Regions from separate parts of the Mus musculus genome. Here regions 1 and 3 are each linked to region 2. Evidence: chromatin contacts called from public Hi-C data. All regions are on one chromosome and are shown on one strand. The core of a region is the stretch at or near the end of the contact, and the rest is flanking DNA. Distances in the headings are between cores, read along the strand shown.

Region 1 (3,945 bases), core at 34-2,533, 140 kb before region 2:
CTCCTCCAGCTGGTGACATTCAGGGTCTGGAGGGCCAGGACCACCTCCCCTCATCCGTACGCCAGTGCCCCGTCTTTGGGCCTTTCACGGAGACATGGTATCTGTTGGGTTGTGGGCCTCCCTTGGGTGTCTTCTTTTGCTTTGTTTTTAACAGACTCTCACTGTGTAGCCCAGGCTGGTCTCAAACTCACTGTGTTTTTAGCTCTGATCCTTCTGTCCTTCCCCTGCAGGTTCTGATGAGGCAGCTCCACCCAGCTTCCCTTGCTCACATCTGACCGGTCCTCCACACTCATTTCAGATGTCACCACCTGGGGAAGCCATGTTAGATGGCTACAGACACTCATCATTCTCCCACACGCAACAGACTGCTTGTCCCTAGGGTCCTGCTCCCACTAGGCTGAGGGACTAGGGGCCTCTCAGGATGCGTGCATCGCTGGAGCAGGGAACCTGTCCACTCCATTGTAGCCAGTGACCTAGGGCAATTCTCTTATCCACTGTAAACTTTGGCTTCTATGAGTTAAAGGAGAGAAGACAGCCTTGTGTTGAACATTTTGTGATGTTAGAGAGAGGCTCTTATGGTGCACTGTGCACAGCCCTGTCCATCCCTGGAGAGCCAGTGCCTGAGTGAGGCTGTGGGCAGGGACCTGGGCCTGGGCACCCTGGACCCTGAAAAGACCCCCCCCTTCTCTTAGATTTTGGCAACACTTACAAACCCAGTGTGACCACACAGCTGGCCTATGGCCTGCTCCCTACTGCTCTGAGACAAAGTGGCAATCCTAGGGAGCTACAGAGGGACAGATACTGGCTACTGTCCCAGGGGCAACTTCCCATGTTACTCTGTTCTTATGCCAGAGGCTTTGTTCTGAGGCTGTGGTTGGACTTGGTAAGGTTCTTACCCACAGGGGCCGGAGGCAAGGTACAGACAGCCCTCTGAGGGAATGCTATGCTGGGGACCCAGCACGCAGCCTGTGCAAGATGGCACCTCTCAGAGGGCCCCTTGCATTTACACCCCCTCATGGCAGGAAGGTGAGCCCTGTTTAACTGGGATGCCAGACATGGACTCTGCTGTTGGTAGCACTGTGGAGGGAGCTCTACTTGTTTCCTGTCCGTGGGGTAACTAACACTGGATTTCCCCTGAGAGATGACTCCACATTGCCATCCCAGCTTCCTGGTCTCCGGAACCATGGTGCAAATAAACTTCCGCGGATGTAAATCTCCTGGTTGTGGTCTGTGCTGCTCCTTTAGGTATACATAAGACAAAAACGTCTGCTTCTATGGGGCTTCAACCCCCAGGCTCTTGGCTCTACCCTGCGGTGCCTGCTGCCACCTGTTATTATTTATTAAGCTTACTCCATCCAATGGTCAGGCTGGAAGGACCAGGAGATGAACTGGAAACTGGAGTAGGGGGTGAGAAGCCAGAGGCCAGAGCAGTAGAGATGGGCCGAGTAGTCAGGCATCTGCCCTCATGGCTTAGCCTCTAGCAGCCCCTGGGGCTCATCCATCCACAGCCTGGGTTAAGACAATGAAGCGGCGGCTTTAAAAGGAGGTGACGTCATGGTCCCACGTGTGGTCCCCGATGGTCTAACTCACTCTGGAGATATTTCTGGAGCTGAAATGCCAGCTTCCTGCCTGGCACTCACGTTGATGTCACCATCCATCCAAGTTCACGGGTGGCAGGGTGACGGGCGGCTCACACTCCCCACATGTACACCCACATGAATCGAGGCTCACGGGAGCGGGAGGAGGAGCAGAAAGAGAGGATGGGAAGGGGAGAGGCCTGCACTAAATGCCCAGTGTCAAGGGGGGGAAAGAACTGAGTCACACTCACTCAAGTGACAGATTGGGCGGGGGGGGGGGGGCTCCTGTGAACTGACCCTATGTTTCGTTTGACGCATCCTCTTTCCTATCTCTCACTTGGGAGGCAGGGAAGGTACTACCCCGCCAGGCCAGGAAAAGGGACAGTGGCACTTGCTGCCCTTCCCCTTGCCTGGCCTGGGCTGTGAGCTGGCTCTGTGAATGGTCCAGCGCTTGGTGGTCAGATGGAAAGGAGAGCCTTGTTCAGAGCTTTCTCCCTTCCCGGCAGGCCAGACGGTGGGCTTCCATTGATACCATCACACTGGATATTTTAGGGGGCTATTGGCAGGAGGGCTGAGTTCATTTGGTGAGAAGGGAGCAATGTGAATCATTTGGGGAGAAAGGGACAGCTGTGAGGACACGAAACATGTCTATTACTAGGCACGAGGGGTGGGGCCTCTGTCCACCCTTGTCTGGCAGTCAGGGCGAGGGACTCATGCTTACCGAAGAAAGAAGGAGGGAATTGAGGGAGGGGCATTTTCCCTCTCAGTCTCTACCTGGGGAGGAAGGAGGGGTGGGGAGGGGAGGGGAGAGGGGGTGGGGAGGGCGGGAGGAGGTGCTGTGAGTGGAGCTGGCACTAAACTGTGAGGCCACTCCAGGAGCCAGGGGTGACAAACAGCTCTCTGGTGAAGAGCCCAGACTTCCCACCAGTATCCACATAGGTGTCATCTTGAGAGGGAACAGGCCTGGGGTAGCCTGAGTGACGGCTCTGACAAGAGGCGCAGAGGCAGCACCATCAGCTAAGATGTTCCCACCTGCAATGGCATTAGAAGATGGAGACCAGGAGATGAACTGGAAACTGGAGTAGGGGGTGAGAAGCCAGAGGCCAGAGCAGTAGAGATGGGCCGAGCAGTCAGGCATCTGCCCTCATGGCTTAGCCTCTAGCAGCCCCTGGGGCTCATCCATCCACAGCCTGGGTTAAGACAGTTAGACTCTGACGGAGGACAGCTGAGGTCGGGGCCACACTGGCTCTTCCAAGAACAAAATCACTACTGGCTTGATTTAAAAGTAATGTGGGACCGGGCAGTGGGGCACACCTTTGATCCCAGCACTCAGGAGGCAGAGGCAGGCAGATTTCTGTGAGTTTAAGGTCAGCCTGGTCTACAGAGCAAGTTCCAGGATAGCCAGAGCTATCATAAAAAAAAGAAAAAAAGAAAGAAAGGTAGGGAAGAAAAGAAAAGAAAAGAAAGAAAAGAAAAAGAGAAAGGCAGTGTGGGGCTGGAGAGATGGTTCAGGTCTGCTGAGCAAGTCTGATAACCAGAGTTCAATCCCTAGAGCCCAGGTAAGGAATCAGGATGAAGTAGCCCTGCCTGTAATGCCAGCATGTCTACAGCAAGACGGGTAAGGTGCTGGTGGAGAGAAGAGCATCAGGGAGAAGGTTGCTTAAGCAGCTCAGAGGGAGAAACAAGAGACCCAACTTCTGAATGCCTTCCTGTAACCTGCAGATGAGCCCACGGCAAATGCACGCGCGCACACACACACACACAGACACACACACACAGTGGAATGGCCTTGTGATGAGGAAGGCTTGGCTTCCCAGGTCCGCATCTCCTGCTTTGCCAGGCACAGGCTGCACACCGGCTGAGATGGGAAGAGCCTTTGCAGATGTCTGCCCAAGTCAGAGCCCACAAAAGCTGAGGAAGAGAACTAAAAATTAAAGTTGTTGCCCGTGGCTTGATGGTTTAATTGGTGGTCGATACTTGTCACGGGCAGGGCAGGAGTAGTTCCCGGTGAGGGGAGGCGAGATGGAAAATGACAGGGGGCTTGGGGAGGCACCAGAGGAGGGACAAGAACACCCTCTCTGCTGTGCACCACCAGCCCTGGCACAGATGCCAAACTTTCAAAGCGGAGATGGGAAGCCATGGGCTGGCCGCTGCTTAAAGCTCGAGATCACGAAGCCGCTTTCTCTCCACAAGGCAGAGCCATGCTAATTAATTGCCTTTCTTGACTAAAGATGGATGTGATAACCTTTAGCGGTGTGAAACAGCAGCAGCAACCAAACTAACGTGGTCTGGACATGGGTTGGCGGAATTGAGGTGTTAGTGATGGTGGGGAGCCCTGGCATAAATCCTGTATCCAAGAACAAAACCC
Region 2 (3,694 bases), core at 580-3,079:
GCACGTGGAATTCTACCAATGTCCCACTGGCTCTGCACAGGGCCCATGTGAATGTTCAGTAGCAATATGCTGAGAGTGTGCTGCTGTGTCAGATGCAGTACACAGGGCTACATGTGACTAGAAACCAAAAGTAGTATCTGCTTTTAGGTCAAGATTTTCATCTAGTGAAAACCCTGAGGAACAGAGACTTCCCTTGTCAGGAACAGTGGCTAGCCTGTGGTTAAAAAAAAAAAAAAAAAAAGTTAACATTAATGATACACAAGTTTGTTAGTTAGACTTCACAACCTTGAGAAGAATCCTGAGAAAGCAAGTATAGGGAGGAAAGACCAACTTCTGTCCACAGTGAGCCTGCTCCTCACTGTAGGCCTGAGTGAGGCAGAATGTGTGGTAGTAGGGGCATGTGGAGGAGACCTGTCACTTCAAGGCAGCAAAATATGAGAGAGGCAGAGGACAAGATACCATCTTTCCCAGGGATGTCCCCAATAACCTACCTCCTCTAACTAGGCCACACCTATTGCCTCTCCTTTCCCCCACCCCCAGCAATGCCATCATACTATGAATCCACCACAAGAATTAATCTACTCCAGGGATCCACCCCATAATCAGCATCCAAACGCTGACACCATTGCATACACTAGTAAGATTTTATCGAAAGGACCCAGATGTAGCTGTCTCTTGTGAGACTATGCCGGGGCCTAGCAAACACAGAAGTGGTTGCTCACAGTCAGCTAATGGATGGATCACAGGGCTCCCAATGGAGGAGCTAGAGAAAGTACCCAAGGAGCTAAAGGGATCTGCAACCCTATAGGTGGATCAACATTATGAACTAACCAGTACCCCGGAGCTCTTGACTCTAGCTGCATATGTATCAAAAGATGGCCTAGTCGGCCATCACTGGAAAGAGAGGCCCATTGGACACGCAAACTTTATATGCCCCAGTACAGGGGAACGCCAGGGCCAAAAAGGGGGAGTGGGTGGGTAGGGGAGTGGGGGTGGGTGGGTATGGGGGACTTTTGGTATAGCATTGGAAATGTAAATGAGCTAAATACCTAATAAAAAATGGAAAAAAAAAAGAATTAATCTACTGATTAATGCAATCACCTGGCAACCAAGCTCCAGTACATGAACCTTTGGGGGTATTTTATATCCGGAGAATAGCAAGGGCTCACTGTGTGCTGGGGACTCAAGTGGTCTGCGTTGATGGCTGTGTAAGTAGGCACTGGTGCTAACTCTAAGCTGAGGAGGAGGAACCGAAGCTCAGGCAATGGTATGGAGAGGCTGGAATCTGGCCAGCCTGCTAAGCACCTCTTCTAGAACACACACTCTACCATTGAGAACTCAGAATGCCCTTGCTATGGATTTTATAAAGAAATGAGTACACAAGCTAGTGGGAAAAAGCCAGATGAGATAGGAGGTAAACTTCAGACTGTGCTGAGCACCATGTTGGGGGTGAGTGAGGTCCTGGAGAAGGGTGGACACAGGATGGGGTACAGCTCTAATGGCCTCATTACTTGGTTTAGTTCAGTTACAAGGAGCAGTCACTCTTGGGATGCCCAGTTAGTAAGGGTTTATCATGACGGAAGCAGCAGAGAGGCGTCTGCAGCCAGGCCTCTTGGAAGTTAGAACCATGGCTTACCACAGCCTAGCAAACTGTCCCTGCTGGCCCTGGAGTCGCAACGCACTGGATGCTTTTTCAGCTCTAGAGGAGCCAACTGCATTGGACTTGCACTTGCACTCCCAGAAGCCCCTGCTGCTGCTGCTGAGGGAGTGTTCTAGCTGTATACACACCTTTCACCCACTCACTGCCTTCTGCTGTCTCACACCCAGAGCAGAGGACGGGACAAGAAGCTGCCAGCACAGAGCCAGGATTCCTCCCCGAAATATGAAAATGCATGGAAGTCCTCAAAGTCAAAAGCTTTCTCATCAATGTAGGCGCAGAACTCGTGTGGCAGCAAAACCTGCCGTGAACTGCTGTGAATCTATTTGAATCTTAATTTCTCTGACTTACTGTGAAGAGGCAGACATTTCACCAGCACAGTACTGATTACCAGGTACTGTCCTGGATCCCACTGGAGGAATTAGTGTTATATATGGTATATTGACATGCTGCCTTTCTAGAACATAAAATTCTAAATCAAAACCCATTCAGACTCCCAGGCTTTGGATATGGAGCTGTGAACTTGTGCCACACTGTGGGCATAGGGGTACTACACATAGTACCCCTGCCAGCCTGCTTCATTGACATCAGGGCCACCCAAAGGGTGCTGACCCCATCTGCAGATTATAAGACCCTGCCTCAAATCTGCTGGTTGATAATTTCTATGAGATGCTCAAGAATTTACATCAAAACCAGTGAGCGCACATGGGTCTCAGGCACACTGAAACCTGAGACCCATCATGGAACAATCTTAGGAAATATGTATAGAGTCACTGTTTGGTTCATTATCTCCCTGGAAGCCATCAGACTGGCTGGGGGAGATGGCTCAGCCAGTCAATGTGCCTGATGCCAAGCTGACGACTAGCCTGGGATCCTTGGAACTTACACATTGGGTGGAAGGAGAGTGCTGACTCCCATAAGTTGTCCTGTAACCTCCACACATGTACCAGGGTGTGTGCGTGCATGCACACATCCTAATGAATAAGTGCAAATAAGAATTCACTATGCCACAGAGTTCCTCTTGGACAAATCTCAGCAAGCTCACTTGAGCTGTGCTTGACTCACCACAAGAATCTGGGGTGCAGATACAGATGTGACACGCTTCCAGCATGAAGAGCCATCTAGCCTTTCAGTCAGCATCTGCTGTTTCCATGATGCCTTTGGGGACAGTGGAGACAGCTTTGGGAATTTGGGCTCCCTATCCAGTGTTCAGCTACATGTGACTAAGCAAAAACAACCTGCATTGCAGGAGTCTTCAAATAGTTAAATTTTCAATCTTTATAAAAAAGAAAATCCATCAGACATGATTGATAAGTGTACTTTTTAAAACTAAAGGTAAAAAAAAAAAGTGAAGATTGGCAACATTTTTCCCCATATAATTTGCTTTCTTTGCCTTTTTCCACAGCACTGCACATAAATCAAAGAAATGTTAAGGAGGCCTATATATCACCAACTGGCATTTCAAAACTATTTACAAAGTCTTTAACAGACACAGGACAGAGTCCAGAAAACCAGGACCTGAGAGGCTGAAATTCAGAGAGAAAATTAACTCAAACACCGACAGAGCTAATTAAGTTTACAAATAATTCTCCAACGAGCAAATTATGATATTTAATAAGTCTTGCCTCAGTGAAGCAGGGTTACAGAACGCAGAGGGGGTGGGGAGATAGACAAGCCGACAAGAGTTTTCCAAACAAGAATAATGTATATTTGAGCAAGCTGCCTTTCTATGATTAAGCACAGAAATCTGGGACCAAGGCAGGGGAAATGATGTTTTAATAAGGTCTGAGATAGCCTGTGAGCTGCATTTTACATTCCCTTGCAACAGGGGTGGAGATACAGTAGGAGCAAGGTGCAAGCTGGGACTTAAGGTTCACAGGTCAGGGCCCATGCACTGACTGAGGTGGGGAGAGGCAAGGGCAGAGAAGGGTGGGCTGTCGTGGCCATATCCCACACAGACAGGACATCATTTCCCAAAGGCAGGTGACAGATCAAATTGGTAGTTTGTGTTCTGATTTCCAAAACCAGGGAAAAGTG
Region 3 (3,883 bases), core at 867-3,366, 160 kb before region 2:
CCTGTTTGGCTGCTCCAGGCAGGGAGAGAGTAGGAGGGAGGGGTTGGGGAGGAAGGAAGTCTGGCTTCTCTCTGTGCAGACATGCCCTGGGGTTTCCAAAGAATTCATTAGCTGTTGCAGCTTTGAGAGTTGATTAGAAAGATGATACCCCCCACCCCCGCCCCACACCTTTTTTTCTTTTCTCTTTTCCGTTGGTTCTTTCAGTCTGCAGCCAGTGGTCCTTGGGGACCTTGGGGACAGCCAGTCAAGGCAAGCGAGGCTGTACCTAAGGGACTGAGACCATGGGTCCCCTGTACTCCCTCCCTCCCTTCTCCTCAACTGCCTTTCCTCCTCCTTTCTCTCCCTCCCTTTCCTTTTCTCTATTCCTCTCCCCTTTGCACCCCACTCTTGCTCACCCTCCCCCTAGGCCAGGGTTGGACACACCTGCTGTGCACAGTGGTTGCCTGATTAAGGGCGGATTGATTGGCCTCAGCTCTCATTAGCATATAGTTAGCAGTGACCCTCTGCCTGGCCTGCTGCCTGGGCTGACCTGAATGGATCCGCTGCTGGTGGGAAGATGGGAGCTTACATCAGGCGCTCCGCTTGGGGACACCAGGGGCTTCCTCGGGGAGAGGCCGGTGGACAGAGGAGCAGGCCTGCAGGCGGCCAAAAAAACGCTCCGGGAGAAGGGGAACTCGGATGCAATGCTTTCTGGGAACTTGACCAATGAGGGATCAGAGAGCCATCCTTGCTCTCCCCCCACCCAGCAGGGGTGGGAGCCCCTCCCCTTCTGATTCTTTATTCTGCAGCAGGTGTAGTTCGGGGCTCAGGGCTTATTTGATGTTTGGACCCTGCTTGGCCTCTGTAGCATGAACAAAAATGGAGATGGGGATATATGGTCCCTCGGTCTCTGAAGAAAAACAGTCTAAAGCTTTCAAGTGCGTAAAGTGGCCGTAGGGGACAGTGACCATAAAGGGCACAGGCTATGAAGTCCTGAGGGCAGGGTGGGATCCTCTGAGTAGGTGGAAGCCTTCCTCCTGTTCCCTGTGCACAATGTATGGCCAGGCTGACCTTCAACCTATGGTGGTGGTGGTGGTGTATGTATGCTCAGTTTCTTTGTAGTTAGCTTTCAAAGATGTGTTTTTAAATTATATGCATGTGTGTGTGTGCACATGACTCCAGGTATCCTGGAAGGTCTCTGCAATTGGAGTTACAGGCAGTTGTCAGGCACTGGGGCCTGAACCTGAGTCTTTGACGAGAGGAGTCTGCATGCTCTTAACTGCAGAGCCAACTCTCTAGCACACAGGCACATTCTTTTGCAAACATGTAAAAAAAGGGCAGTTGTCAGCCCCATGGGTGCAGGGACCTCTTCTGCTGGTCTGTCCCAGCATCACCAAGGGCACCTGTGCATCACCCGTGCAGTGCTGGGGATGTGGGTGCTGAGCAGGTGTTGGCCAAGTTAGAGATCATTCCAGGTGATCTAGGGCTCTGTCTCTTTGGGAACCCTGACAGAACATCTGGCTCTTTTCTGTGGCTTTGGCCTAAGCTTTTAGAAGATAACATGTGTGTGTGTGTGTGTGTGTCGGTGTGTGTGTGTCGGTGTGTGTGTGTGTGTGTGTGTGTGTGTAGTCAAGTTCAGGTAACCCTCTGGCAGGTTATGGGAGAAATAGGGTAGGGAAGACAGACAACCTGGCAAGTGGTTCTTGGTCAACAAGGAATAGACTGCCCTGATGAACAGTTGGCCAGATTCCACATCCCAAGCTACTATGGTCCGGGGTCCCTAGGATGTGGAGCCTCCTGGGTCACACCACTTCAAGCTCAGACCCAGGTAGGACTTCAAAGATGGCGCTGGGAGAGCTGCTGGCTTGGTCTAGCCTGTGAGTAAACAAACAGGAACCCCTTGAGTCCCCTGCAAGCCCGGACCTCAGGAACAAGGCAGGCCTGTGGGAACTCAGCTTCCATACCTGGGCTTGTGGATCCTCTGGCAAAGTTAGTGCCAGTCAAGGAGGTGAGGCAGTCCCAGCTGGCTGGGCCCGAAGGCTTCCGGTGAAGTTGCAGCCCTTTGAGACACTGACTAATAAGCTCTTCGCTTTCTGAGCTGAGTGACTCAGTCACTTCATATAGGATCCCATCTGTCAGTTCTCTCAGAGCCAGTCGGTTTCTAGGCCTCTGGCCAATTAAAAAAACCCGACTAGCTTTGTGTGACTCTGCCGAACAGCTAGTCCTGGTGAGCGTTGTTTGCCTCTGTGGAAGGAGGCCTCTTGGCTGCCCTTGTAGATCCTGCCTTGGAGAGAATTTCAAGTTGTGTGGACAGAAAGGACCAGGAGGCAGCAAGCTGCAAGGAGACACGCCCCCGATACATAGCTGAGCACGCCTCATGAGTAGAAGGCTGTACAGGACAGGAAGTGGAGATCTCATTCACCCTTTGCGTCGATTTGAGTTTTGGTACTCGACACCCTGGAGAGACCTTGGACTTTAGGCTTGATGTAACTGGGTGTGGGGGCAGGGAGTATGGACAGCCTAGGTCGTCCCCAGGACTGGTCACACACTGGATTCTCAGTCTCCTTTGTGCCCCTCAGCCAGTTAGCCTTGCTAATGTCCAGGGGTTGCTTGGGGCCCGAACAAGCTGCTGAGGCCAAGGGGTGGAAGCTGGGGCACCATTGCTTCTGGTGACAGAGACAATGTATATTTCCTGTGGGTAGCCACCCTAAGGCTGATTTGAGCTGAGTTAGAAAACCCCTTTAAGTGTAGGGAGAACTGTCCATGTGGGTGCCTAGGGCAGAGCTACTCAAGAGGTGAGTGCTGGGTTGTAGTTTTTATAGTAAAAGCCTTGGCTCCAGGGGCTTCAGCAGCTTGGTTTGGCCACCATCCTGATACATCCAGCGTGCTAGCTAAAGAGGCCTGTGGTGGTGAAAGCAGGGAGAAGCTGTCCCCCAGAGTGTGCACACTGCAAAATGTTCACTAGTGTGTGCACACTGCAAAGTGCAGATGAAGGGTCTCAGGTCCATCTTCAGGGAACTGATGTGAGGATTCAAACTTTAGATTCAAGTAGAATTGGGAGAGGTACCCCTTCCCCCCACTGCACCCGGGGGAGGGGCGCAAGAGGTGTGCTGACTCAGCCATTCAGAGCACACACACTGCTCTTGCAGAGGACTCAAGTTCAGTTCCCAGTTCCAGGGCATCTGGCGTCCTCTCTTGATTTCAACACACACTTGTGCTCACACAGACACATAAATGAAAATCAGAAAATAAATATATATATATATTTTAAATGTGCCTGCCTCAGGTCTATAGGGTACTCTGAGAAAGTCCTTATTGCCCGAGGGGACAAGCTGGAGCTCTGGAGGTGGACATCCCTGTTGCAAGGTGTGTCCTCTTCCTTTCGAACAATCACTGTCAGCTGGTGCTGGTCTGTCTGTCCTATGAGGCTCTGCTAGTTCTGGAATCTAAGGTGACATGTGGACAATGGCTAGGATGTTACAGGGCCTGGAACAGAACATTGGAAGCTGATAAGGCTTCCTTCCACTCTTACCTTCGTAATTTTGGCTTTGAAGGAGACTGAGAAGGTCATGGTCCTCCTGGTTCTAGACAAGAGTGAGTGACACACAGGCTGTAGGCATGTGACCATAGTAAAGCAGACAAATACGGAGCAGAGGCACAGACAGACTCATCCTGCCTTTATTTACCAGGGTCTACGTAAGGAGACCATGAGCAAAATATCTAAAGGGAATGCCAGTTAGAGGTGCCTTGGGACTGCACAGATCAAAGCTGTCCACAAAGGAAGTGGGGACTGAACCTGTACCCCAGAACCCATAGCAGAACAGCTGTCAACCTGGGCCTCTTCTTTCAAAATTTTATTTTCATCATTGATTTGTATGTATGTATGTATGTATGTGTGTGTGTG

Evidence for each region. Hi-C and Micro-C count contacts between places; a contact is called where the count stands out from the background.
Region 1: a Hi-C map of cerebral cortex shows a contact between it and region 2, with 2.3 times the contacts expected there. The contact joins two enhancer-like sites. A contact is called at or near these places in 4 of 39 promoter capture datasets (the C10 cell line, cranial neural crest, embryonic stem cells and 1 more), 1 of 15 datasets of contacts at CTCF or cohesin (large pre-B cells), 5 of 484 Hi-C or Micro-C datasets (CD4 T cells, the G1E-ER4 cell line, Sertoli cells and 1 more), 4 of 115 datasets of contacts at active chromatin or transcription factors (the 230-238 cell line and embryonic stem cells) and 4 of 9 other capture datasets (adipose tissue, embryonic stem cells, liver and 1 more).
Region 3: a contact with region 2 is called in a Hi-C map of cerebral cortex, with 2.5 times the contacts expected there. The contact joins two enhancer-like sites. A contact is called at or near these places in 16 of 39 promoter capture datasets (the 3T3-L1 cell line, 3T3-L1-derived adipocytes, the C10 cell line and 10 more), 1 of 15 datasets of contacts at CTCF or cohesin (large pre-B cells), 7 of 484 Hi-C or Micro-C datasets (CD4 T cells, the G1E-ER4 cell line, the N1E-115 cell line and 3 more), 5 of 115 datasets of contacts at active chromatin or transcription factors (the 230-238 cell line, differentiating embryonic stem cells and embryonic stem cells) and 3 of 9 other capture datasets (adipose tissue, embryonic stem cells and liver).

What each region holds. Positions count from the first base shown.
Region 1 is chr2:29,539,894-29,543,838 of GRCm38.p6, reverse strand. Gm30761 (a long non-coding RNA gene) reads left to right here. Exons shown (of 3, transcript XR_866086.1): 3 at 1-1,202. Among named protein-coding and RNA genes, the nearest start is that of Gm30761, 4.9 kb to the left of the region's middle. Within about 2 kb of position 1,283, at least 20 of the 459 cell types and tissues checked have an H3K27ac peak or open chromatin away from gene starts, as enhancers often do. A contact at or near this core is called in cerebral cortex, where this site is marked.
Region 2 is chr2:29,398,571-29,402,264 of GRCm38.p6, reverse strand. All of the region lies in intron 2 of Med27 (mediator complex subunit 27), which reads right to left. Among named protein-coding and RNA genes, the nearest start is that of Med27, 54 kb to the right of the region's middle. Within about 2 kb of position 1,829, at least 7 of the 459 cell types and tissues checked have an H3K27ac peak or open chromatin away from gene starts, as enhancers often do. A contact at or near this core is called in cerebral cortex, where this site is marked.
Region 3 is chr2:29,562,409-29,566,291 of GRCm38.p6, reverse strand. No RefSeq gene overlaps it. Among named protein-coding and RNA genes, the nearest start is that of Gm30761, 18 kb to the right of the region's middle. Within about 2 kb of position 2,116, at least 30 of the 459 cell types and tissues checked have an H3K27ac peak or open chromatin away from gene starts, as enhancers often do. A contact at or near this core is called in cerebral cortex, where this site is marked.